Linked DNA regions of Mus musculus: all the other regions are linked to region 1. A link is a contact called in public Hi-C and promoter capture Hi-C data. All regions are on one chromosome and are shown on one strand. Each heading gives the region's core, a stretch centred on a gene start, on an enhancer-like site or on the middle of the called end of the contact. The rest is flanking DNA. Distances are from core to core; before and after follow the strand shown.

Evidence for each region. Promoter capture Hi-C pulls out the DNA fragments that hold promoters and counts their contacts. Hi-C and Micro-C count contacts between places; a contact is called where the count stands out from the background.
Region 2: a contact with region 1 is called in a Hi-C map of uterus. The contact joins the enhancer-like site here to the promoter of Thbs2 in region 1. A contact is called at or near these places in 4 of 39 promoter capture datasets (the 3T3-L1 cell line, 3T3-L1-derived adipocytes, cranial neural crest and 1 more), 1 of 15 datasets of contacts at CTCF or cohesin (the NIH/3T3 cell line), 3 of 484 Hi-C or Micro-C datasets (nephron progenitors, reprogramming fibroblasts and uterus) and 3 of 115 datasets of contacts at active chromatin or transcription factors (embryonic fibroblasts and embryonic stem cells).
Region 3: a promoter capture Hi-C map of 3T3-L1-derived adipocytes shows a contact between it and region 1, with 3 times the contacts expected there. The contact joins the enhancer-like site here to the promoter of Thbs2 in region 1. A contact is called at or near these places in 7 of 39 promoter capture datasets (the 3T3-L1 cell line, 3T3-L1-derived adipocytes, cranial neural crest and 3 more), 1 of 115 datasets of contacts at active chromatin or transcription factors (embryonic stem cells) and 1 of 9 other capture datasets (adipose tissue).

What each region holds. Positions count from the first base shown.
Region 1 is chr17:14,692,996-14,696,492 of GRCm38.p6, forward strand. Thbs2 (thrombospondin 2) reads right to left here and starts at 1,267. Exons shown (of 22, transcript NM_011581.3): 1 at 975-1,267.
Region 2 is chr17:14,626,307-14,629,557 of GRCm38.p6, forward strand. No RefSeq gene overlaps it. Among named protein-coding and RNA genes, the nearest start is that of Thbs2, 66 kb to the right of the region's middle. Within about 2 kb of position 1,780, at least 31 of the 459 cell types and tissues checked have an H3K27ac peak or open chromatin away from gene starts, as enhancers often do. A contact at or near this core is called in uterus, where this site is marked.
Region 3 is chr17:14,777,866-14,780,945 of GRCm38.p6, forward strand. No RefSeq gene overlaps it. Among named protein-coding and RNA genes, the nearest start is that of Gm23352, 13 kb to the right of the region's middle. Within about 2 kb of position 1,691, at least 14 of the 459 cell types and tissues checked have an H3K27ac peak or open chromatin away from gene starts, as enhancers often do. A contact at or near this core is called in 3T3-L1-derived adipocytes and adipose tissue, where this site is marked.

The DNA.
Region 1 (3,497 bases), core at 17-2,516:
ACAAGTAATCAACGGTCATTAACAGCATCCCATCTAATCTTGCTGCCTTCCCCACATGGAAAAGGGACCAAGAAGTGAATAGTATTTGGTCCTGGATCAAGCCTCCTGGGGCCAATGCAATTGCATCCAAGCTCCATGGGTCACACACACACACACACACACACACACACACACACACACAGACTCTTCCCCATCCACAAGTCCTCACTGCAGGTTATGAGTAGACTTTCAAAGGTTTTCTGCAACAGGCTATTATCACTTTTATAGGTCTTACACAAGTTCACCCCACAGGAACAATCGAAGTGAAAGTGTGTTTGCTGGGTGTCTCTAAACATCTTCAACTCCTACTGTTTTGCCCCCCTCCCCGCCCTCCTCCTTCAGCACCAGATCACTTTCTTTTGACTGCCCCAGGCTACCAGCTCTTTTGTATGCAAATTAGCCAAGCTGCAACCCAAACACAGTCCCCTCAGGGTTCTCCCCGCCCTGTACATTATAATTATAATGACAGCAACACTTGTTCAGCTCTTACTAATGTTTAGAATCAGATCCCTATAATCCCGTTGGTTATTTTTTACATTTTCAAGAGATCTCTTGACATTCCTTTCTCTGCTTTCTCTTCCATAGCAAACTTTGGTAGAGAAACTTTCTTATTTTTAAGTAGAAAATGTCAGTTCCCCCTCCCTGAACCCCAGCATCCTTGGAATGAAGCCAACAAGCCCCTTGTTGCTTCACAGGGTTCCTGCTATGAGAGACCACGAAAGACACTCCCCACATCCCCAACCCCTGCCACCCCGGGGACAAAGACAGCAGTGAATGTTCTTGGCAGGTCAATAAGTTTGCAGAGCAAGGACGGTGAGGACGCCACTGGGCTAAGTGTCAGAGGACACAGCTGGACTTCCCCTTTAGACCCCTGGAAACCGTAGCCTTTTCTGAAAGATCACAGCCAGTGAAATGTCTTAGAAATAAAAAGGTACCTGGTGTGTTTGCAAGTGAATGGTGACCGACGCCAGTACTCTGTCTGTCCTGAGGGGGACTAGCTGCGGCAGGAGAGGAGAGGCCTGGCCAGGGAGGCTGCAGACATCGGACTGGCTCTCTCTGCCTCCCGGCAGTGACCGGCTCCTTTATACGCCCTTTCCCCAGGAGGCCTGTCAATCAGACACATGCGGAGGCACGTTTAATTCATTCTTTCGAAGGAGTGTCATAATTCGTCCTCTGGTCTCGCCATTTGCTCAGAGTACCTGGTTACCCAGTCCAAATCCAGCCCCTCAGAGCTAACGCCCCTCCTACAGGTCCACCCAGGCTTTCCAGACAGGGGCCCGGGGAGGAGTCAGACAAGAGGGGCAGGCCAGGACTCACTTTTCCTGTCTTCTCTCAGGAAATAAAATGCTATAAATAAAACCAGCAAGATTGGCTGGGACTCCCCATTTTGCTGAGGAGAAAAAAAAATGCCAATTCTATGCTTTAAATGTGTTTCGAATTACCCAGTGTGATACTGGCCTTTCTAAAACAAGTGAGTAACAGTCAAAACTACAGGACAGACAGTAAGTTTACCACACTGCCGGGAAGTTATTATAGTCAAAGAATTAATTTTTTTTAATGAATTTACCACAAAAGAGAGCCCACCCATTGTATCTCTGACCCGCTTCTCAGGAGAAAAGATTTTAATTTGAACTCACTTCATCTGCTCAGTCGAGACCTGCAATTCTCTGTGACCCTGGCTCCCTGAAAAAGCCCAGTCCTCACCCCAGTCTTGTTGGGACAACTTTGCCAAGTGTGGGAATCCTGCAGTGAGAGGCAGTCCTCGTGGTTATCAAGATAGGGTGGGGGCAGCTTAGAAACTCAGTGAGAATCAGAGGGCCAGACCTAAGTCCATGGGGGTTAAAGCCAGTGCCAGGGTGCATGGTAGCTGGATGGGATGGGGCTCATCACACAAGGAAAGCAGTCAACAGGAAAGACTTGGTCAGGCGGTGATGCACCAGAGCCCAAAGAAGATGGTAGATTTGTGGCATCTCCCACAACCTCCTCTTGGGCTTCATTCTTCATAGACGACACTCAAAGCTTTCTGGACATTTATCTGGTTGACACCTGATAATAAATAAGTCAGGGCTTACTTCAAGAAAAGGAAAGATAAATTAAATAGAGAAAGTACTTAGCCACTTTCTGTTCTAGGTGGGAGACTTAACTGAAGGACCCTGCCATTGTGTTGGATCCTCTTAGATTGGAACCAAAGTGGACAGGGAAGACACCAGGACAAGGCACAACCCCCCCCCCCCCCCCCCCGCTGATCTCCAATCCTTGTGTTTCTGTTGAGGTGAAGGAACCTTTGAACCTACATGGTGGAAGGGGAAAACTCACCTGTAAAATTGTCCTCTGATTCACATGCTGTGACACAAGTGCACATATACCCAAACACATACACGTACCTCCATACGCAGATCAGCCAAATATAATACAATTTTAAAATAAGTATTATTTTCTAATTTACAAAAACAAAAGATTAGCCTCTAACAGTACATTTTTTGAAGGAAGATGCATTGCTTTGAGTCACCAAATTAATGGCAAAAACCTTCATTTTTAACTAAAATAATTAGACTCAAATTTATATTTGGATTCAAAGCCTGAAGGGAGACGTGACCAGGCTCCCTGAAGAGTTTTCAGTGCCTAGCCGCCCCTCTGCTACTTACAGTGGGACCCTTTATGGCAGAGATTCCAGGGTAGAGCAGAGGGCATAGGGTACAGGATGGGCATACTCTGCAGCCTGTAGGGCTCCCTGCTGCTAGTAAAGTGTAGAAAGACTTCACCTCTGAAATATCACACACACACACACACACACACACACACACAGACACACAGACAAATCAAGAGAGTTTGATGGAAGAGCTGACAGTACATGATATGCAATGAGTCTTGGGAAGTCCAGGAACACACCAGGCAGGGACATACGCATAGTAGGGTCAGTGTTGAAATGGGCTCCTAAGGTAGTGGCTGCTGAGAGCTATGGGTAAGTCCAGCCATGACCACAGGACTATCCCAGGAGGGAAATCATGGAGCTGGTGTCATTGACCCTCATGTCCATTCTATAGCATAAAGGGGACTGACTCTCCAAGCCACCTTACTCAGTGCCCTTGGAAGGGGTATGATGTAGCAATGGGGCCAGTAAAAAGATAATAGAGAAGCTGGGGTTATCCAAGTAACATGTGAGGAAGGCACAAGACACAGAGAGGGGTAGAGAGAGGAAGGTCTGAGGGAGTGTGTCTATGGGACTCTGTGGATGTTAATTTGCTGGACCAGAGTCTTCATATAGGAGAACACTAAGATGAAGTCGTGTCAAAGGAAGTCTGTTCCCACCAACTGCTTCTGCCCTCATTAGAATAGAAGAGTGTCAACCCAATGACAGGAGTGATAGTGATCAGAGGTACTTGGCCATCCCTGGCTGGGCCGCTGTGGGAGTGCAAGACTGGAAAGCACGGTTGAATGCTGCAGTGCGGTCAGCTCTG
Region 2 (3,251 bases), core at 530-3,029, 66 kb before region 1:
TGCTCTTCTGCCCCTAAGTCTTGGTGCCTAACTCAAGGCTGGGCTCAGGCCACCAGAGATAGGATGGAGCCAGTTTGATCTTCTTAGAGAAACATCATTTGGGGAGTGGTCACATGGTTCCTGGGAGTCACCCGGGTTTTGCACACAACGGAGGTCTCAGCCTCTCCTGGTTTTCTTGCTCTGAGGAGGCTCCCCATGGCCTACTAAAAGCAGCCATTGCTGCAGAATATAATTCTTTTTTTTTTTTTTTTTGGTTTTGATATTCTTTATATTAAGTTCAGTATCTATCTTGACATGTACATTTTATAATGAACATTTATGATATTCATAATCAAATTACACATTAACCACTATTTTAATCATCATTAACAAAGGCAATGAAGATGCATTTTTTTTCTCTGTTCAACTTCTCCTACTACACCCTGTGGTGCCAAGAAATAGGAATAAGGGAAATCCCTTCCCTGAATTCCAAAGTAAAGAAGCTTAGCGCACAGCGCAAGGAAATAAAAATAAACACCTGGGTCCAGTTACTGCACTGATATGTCGGAGTTAGGCTTTCAAACCCTGAAATGAAAACAGGCTTGAAGTCTTTTCAGAGCTAAGTAAGGATGTGGTGGAATGAGGAAGGACCGGTGAGCAGGAAAGGAAGCCAGAAGGAAATTGGTCATGAGGGAAGACTGTCACACGCGCCACAGACCTTGTCACAATGCGCCACTGCTGAGAGATGCAATGGAAGCTGCAAACCCTAGTGACAAAATGGGGCTTCTACTGTGTACAGGGAACTTTGACAGGAGGGAGTTTGCAGATCCTGCCTGGCCCATGCCTAAGAGAAACTGGCTCTTTCGGTAGGAACGGTTAGAGAGACTGTTTCTGTGAAGGAAGTTCGGTTGGCTTTTGGCCCCGTGTCCTTCACCTCTTTACCCCCTCACCCCCACCCCACCCCGCCCGGTTCCACAGGCGTCTCAGATGGAATCCGTTTTCCTTCACGCCGCTCCTGTTAGTCACTGATGCAGATCAGACCCGCTCTTGCTGATTTTGCCCCACACATCAGTTACTTGCTTCTCACCATAGAAGCGACTCGTGGGGTGAAGTGCTGAGGTCTTGCTACATCTTAGGTTATTAATTTATTTTTCAAGCCTCAGTTTCATTTTCTTAAAATAAGGATCACAAATTTCTAAATAACAGAGGCACTGAGCAAGTAAGTAAACACACCAGAGACCTTGTGACCCTTGCGGGAGCACCAGGCTGCTCACGCGGTCCTGTTTCTGCTGTTGAAATTCTTCACAAAGATCCCGAAGGATGGGTTGGTTCAGAAATTTATGGGGGCACAGGCAGGAATTCCTCAGGAATACAAGTACACAATTCATCACAGACAAAGCTGAGGTCCATCACGGTGACAAAAACCGGATTGGAGCTTCGGGATGATATTTCTGATAAGATTCCAAAAGAGTTGAAAGTTTAATACTTCCAACATATTTAAAGCCAAAAAAAAAAAACCTCTCCTTTTTATGTCTTCCAAATCCTCTTTCCTCTCAACTTTTCCAAAATGCTGAAGGGCAAAATAAAACAAAGAAAATGTGTTTCTACTCACGAAATGTTAAAATAAATATGTAATGATTTCTTGGTCAAAATTTTCCTTTCCAAGATAAAAATAATTTGAAGTCACATCTGATAACTATTAATGCGACCGTTCCAAAGCGTGAGGCGTGGTGTTCCTCAGGCAGCTCACAGGCCGGGGAGCAGGATGAAGGAGCGCATGCAGATTGCGGCGGATGATGGGCAGCCAGATGCTACACCACAGAGCAGGATTCTGGCCTGCAATGACAGAGGGGCCGTGCATCTGCCTTAGGCTGCTCTACAGTCATGGCCCAAGAGCTTCCCAAGGCCAAAGTCCCACAGATACTTTGCGTTTTAACCTCTGATGCCTCATGGTTATGTGGGTTGTGTAATTGTGTGGGTTGTGCCACTGTACGGGTTGTGTTATGTTGTGGGTTGTATTATGATGTGGGTTCTGTGTTGAATTATGTTGTAGTGAGGGTTATGTTGTATGGTTATGTGCATTGTGTTGTTACATGGGTTGTATTGTGATATGGGTTGTGTTATATTATAAGTTGTACCATGGTGTGGATTGTAATGTGATGTAGGTTGTGTTGTGATATGGGTTATATTGTAATGTGGGTTGTACCATGGTGTAGATTGTGTTGTATTATGGGTTATGCTGTAGATTATATTGTGATGTGGGTTGTATTGTGATGTGGGTTGTATTGTGATGTGGGTTGTTCTGTGCTGTGCTACAGATTGTGTTGTGCTGTGGTTGTTCTCAAGTTCTGAACTAATCTAGCCCTATGTTCTTCATGGCTTCACCCCAATTCCTGAAGACCGTGGCTATGATGTTCCAACAGCGCCAGGAGTTACTCCCCACTCATCGACCTTTCATTGTTTTCAGTGTCTCCAGCCACTCATTCTCCATCTGCTTCTCACCATGAAGTGTGGCTCTCAGGTCATGTTCACATGTGCATCGTGTACCATTGTCAGCACTGCAAGTCATTGCCCTGTCTGCTCAGGTTATAATTTATTAAATGCCTACCGCATGGCATTCGGGGTATAATTATGGGCAAGGACAATAAGGTCATTATTATCACTGAACTTAAAAGTCCAATTCAGGATAAGAGCAGCCGTACAAGAGCCACAGGAAGGGAAATGGAAAAAGCAGAGAAAGAAAAGGAAAGAAGTCCCTCAGAAGACTAGATGCTGTCAAAGTGGAATCTGATACCTCACCAAGGGAGGAGGTTGTGCAACAGCAGTCCCTGAGGGCAGGAGTGAAAGTGGCTTCTCCCACCACACAGCTTCAAGCACAGGAACTTGTTTCAGAGCCTGAACGAGTAGTGCACGATTTAGGTCTCTAGAAAGCTTTCATGCCATAAAGAGTGTTTTTTTTTTTTTTTAAACTCCATGTTTCTAAAGAGTGATTTATGAAAGTTATCCATGTGTGTAGGGAAGGATACATATTCTACATTCACGCTTTTGTTAAATTTAACTTTATTCCTTACTTATTCACTTTACATCCCTCTCACTACCCCCCTCCCAGTCATCCCCTCCCACAATCCTTCCCCTCTCCCCCATTCCCTTCTCTTCTGAGTGTGTGGGATGCCCCTGGGTATCCTCCACTCTGACACTTTAAGTCTCTGCAAGGCTAGGCACTCCCTTTCCCCCTGAGGCCAGACAAGACAGCCCAGCTAAGTTTTAGCCTA
Region 3 (3,080 bases), core at 441-2,940, 85 kb after region 1:
GGCATGCCCAGAGGTAAACCTGATCTAGATGATATTCCCAGAGGCTTTTCTAGTCTTTGCAATGCTATCCCCCTGTCTGAAACCTCCAGAATTTCTACATCCAGCCCCCCACACAGACACACACACTCTTTCATCTTATTTCTATTCCCATTTGATTCTGTTACCCGATTTCTCTTGCAAGGTCACCTATACAGCCCTTGATTATGGACCACATGCCATTTTCAGGATGAGTTTATGTAAACATACTCAGTATATCTGTTGTGTTAGATGTGCAGCTCCAGACAGACCACACCAGGCCAAACAGTTCCATATGAGGTTTATTGTAGAAGAGAATGGCAAAGGTGGCAGCGAAGGAGAAAAGGGGGGAGACAGCTCAGAGAGGTCTTTCTGTTATATGGATAGTGACTGACATAACTGCAGGTACAAGTGTGAGGTGAGCCAAATGGATTCTGGGAATATGGTGGCTGTTGCCTTGGCAACAGGCGTGTGGGTCACTGTCACCTAGGTGTGATGTCACTGGGTTCAGAGCCAATCCTGATACCAACACTATCCATCCGTGTCTATCCTACCCAGGAGAACTGCTGGGTCAAAGGGCAGGGCATGTATACACTTCGTAAGCATTGCTGAGAACGTTCTTGGAATCAGAGACTATTTCATAAACTCAGTGTTTGGTGAGGGTTCTTCACACTGTGTGCTCAATAGCTGGATTGGAGGCCTCTGTAGCCTGGGGCATTCTTGTGAGGGTATAATTTCATTCATTCCCTGAGGGTTTATTTGCTCATCTTAGTCACATATCACGTGTGCCTTTCCTCAAATGCTCATTGGGCACCAGGGTGCTTGTTCTGTTAAGTGTCCCTGGAGTTTGCTGTGCAGCTTTTATTGTGACTGACTATCTCTTTGCAGTTGATTTAGAGGTGCTCCTTGTGTATTGTGAAGGTGAATGAAAACATCCTCTGAGAATTATGTATTCTAAATTTTCTGAAGACTAAGCTTATCCATTCATCACTACTTTAGGTAATTTTTATGCCTTGAGATATTGTTGGTCCTTAAAGGGACAACACTAGAATATTTATAAGACTACATTCTAGAACAGTGGTTCTTAACCTGTGGGTCACAACCCTTTTGGGGTTTGAATGACCCTTCCACATGGGTCTCATGTCTGATATCCTGCATATCAGATATTTACATTTTGATTCATAACAGTAGCAAAATACAGTTAGGAAATAGGAATGATAATGTTTTTTATACTCAAGGTTACCATAACATGAGGAAGTGTACTAAAGGATTACAGCATTAGGAGTGTTGAGAACCACTGTTCTAGAAAGGCACAGTTAAATCCAACCTGCCAAAGATGTGAACTAAAGAGAAATTTAGTGACTTTGTGGATTCACCCAGTTTCTTGCTCTTGCAATTGATGAATAACAGAAGATAAAGTTGCTCTTGTACTCAAGGGTGAACTGGGTGAAAGGATGATGTCTGAGACGGTGCAGGGAAGTTTCCTTGGATGTGGGGCAAAGGAAATCAGAGCAGAAGGATCATCTGAAGAGAGAGAAGGCCTCTCTCCCATCACGAAGCCTGTAAAAAGGGAAGCCAACTCCATGCCAGGGCTACCATCTCAAGGGACATGACTTATGCAGGCCTCATAAAAATGCTCAATCAAAGGACATGAATTCAAGAGTCTCTCAGGCTGGCATAAACAATGGCGGCTCGTGCCAAGAGCATGGTCAGGCCAGGCCCAGAACATTCCTGCTGCGAGGAGTAATTGCAGCCTCAGCGTCAGAACTTAGACCAAGCTTTGCCTCTGAACTTTCTTCTTCTTTTCCTTCCAAGTCTCCTAGAACACACTTGAGTGTTATTGTTTTTTTTTTTTTTTTTTTTTTTTGGAGAAAGGATTGCTGGTGATGAAAATCTGAACAGACAGTTAATTTTACTGAAAAGGTTTCACTCTGATCACAGCCCACATTCCAGGACAAACAGAATAGCTGACAGCTCTTTATTTAAATCAAACATTGAGTTACCCCAGCAGATACTACAGCACTCAAACTGCTTTTAAATATGGGAAACTTGGCCTATCGGTCCATGACTGGCTCACCAGACCCATGTAGGCTGTTTGCACAGTATGCTGGGTTCACAGTGGTATGAAAGGCTCTTCTCAGGTCTGTGCCATGTATTCATGACATCATCATGTCTGAGGGTTGGTATTTAGTCTCATCCTTTTTATCATGAACTGGACCTGGTTTTTTCTTTGGATGTTGCTGGCTGGTTTCAAAGCACTTGTTCCAGGAGCTCTGCCCGGATATTGGTGGTATCTTGAAGATAAAGCATTTGTGGCTGTCTCTGTTTGAGTCACCTGTTCCTTGACTGTAACACCCACTCACACTTGTTGATATGGCTAGTGTCTCTCTCCTTCAAATAGTCTCCCTTGCTGTTTTTTTAAAATGCCCCCAACCTCATGCTTCCACTAAAGGACAATGAAGATAAGCTTTCCCATGGGACCCCAGCGCTGCAGCTCCTTACTCTCTGTCTCCTGCCATCCTCAGGACCTCATCTGCATTTACATCTTACCCACTGTCCCCTTCCCACCTGTAGCCTCTGTTGCTCACTGCCTAACTTCAGTGTCTACATATAATGGGCTCCAAGGTCTGTTTCTTGGCACACAGTGGCCTGCTGAAGCTCAGAGCTTCACCTCCTTGACAATGACAAAGAAGGGCTGGGAACTGACTAACACAATTCCAGTTCCTTCCTGTTTTTGTGTCCCATGGCTCCAAACCCATTGGTCCCCCCCCCCCCCACACACACACACACACTTGCTCTCCATCTGTCAACTGCATGAGAAGTTAAGGAAGAGGGAATGAAAGGGCAAAGAGGGGAGGGAGAGACACAGAGGGAGAGAAGATAGGAGGGGAGAGAGGGAGGGAGAGCAAAAGTTTAAAGAATTGGCTTGTATGGTTGTGGGATTGGCTTCCTGGGGTCTGTAGGTCACTCTGAAGACCCAAGAAAAGGCTGATGCTGCAGCCTTAGTTGAGTCTTAAAGCAGGAAACATAGTCAGAATTCTTTCTTCTCAGGGGGCTTGTTTCTG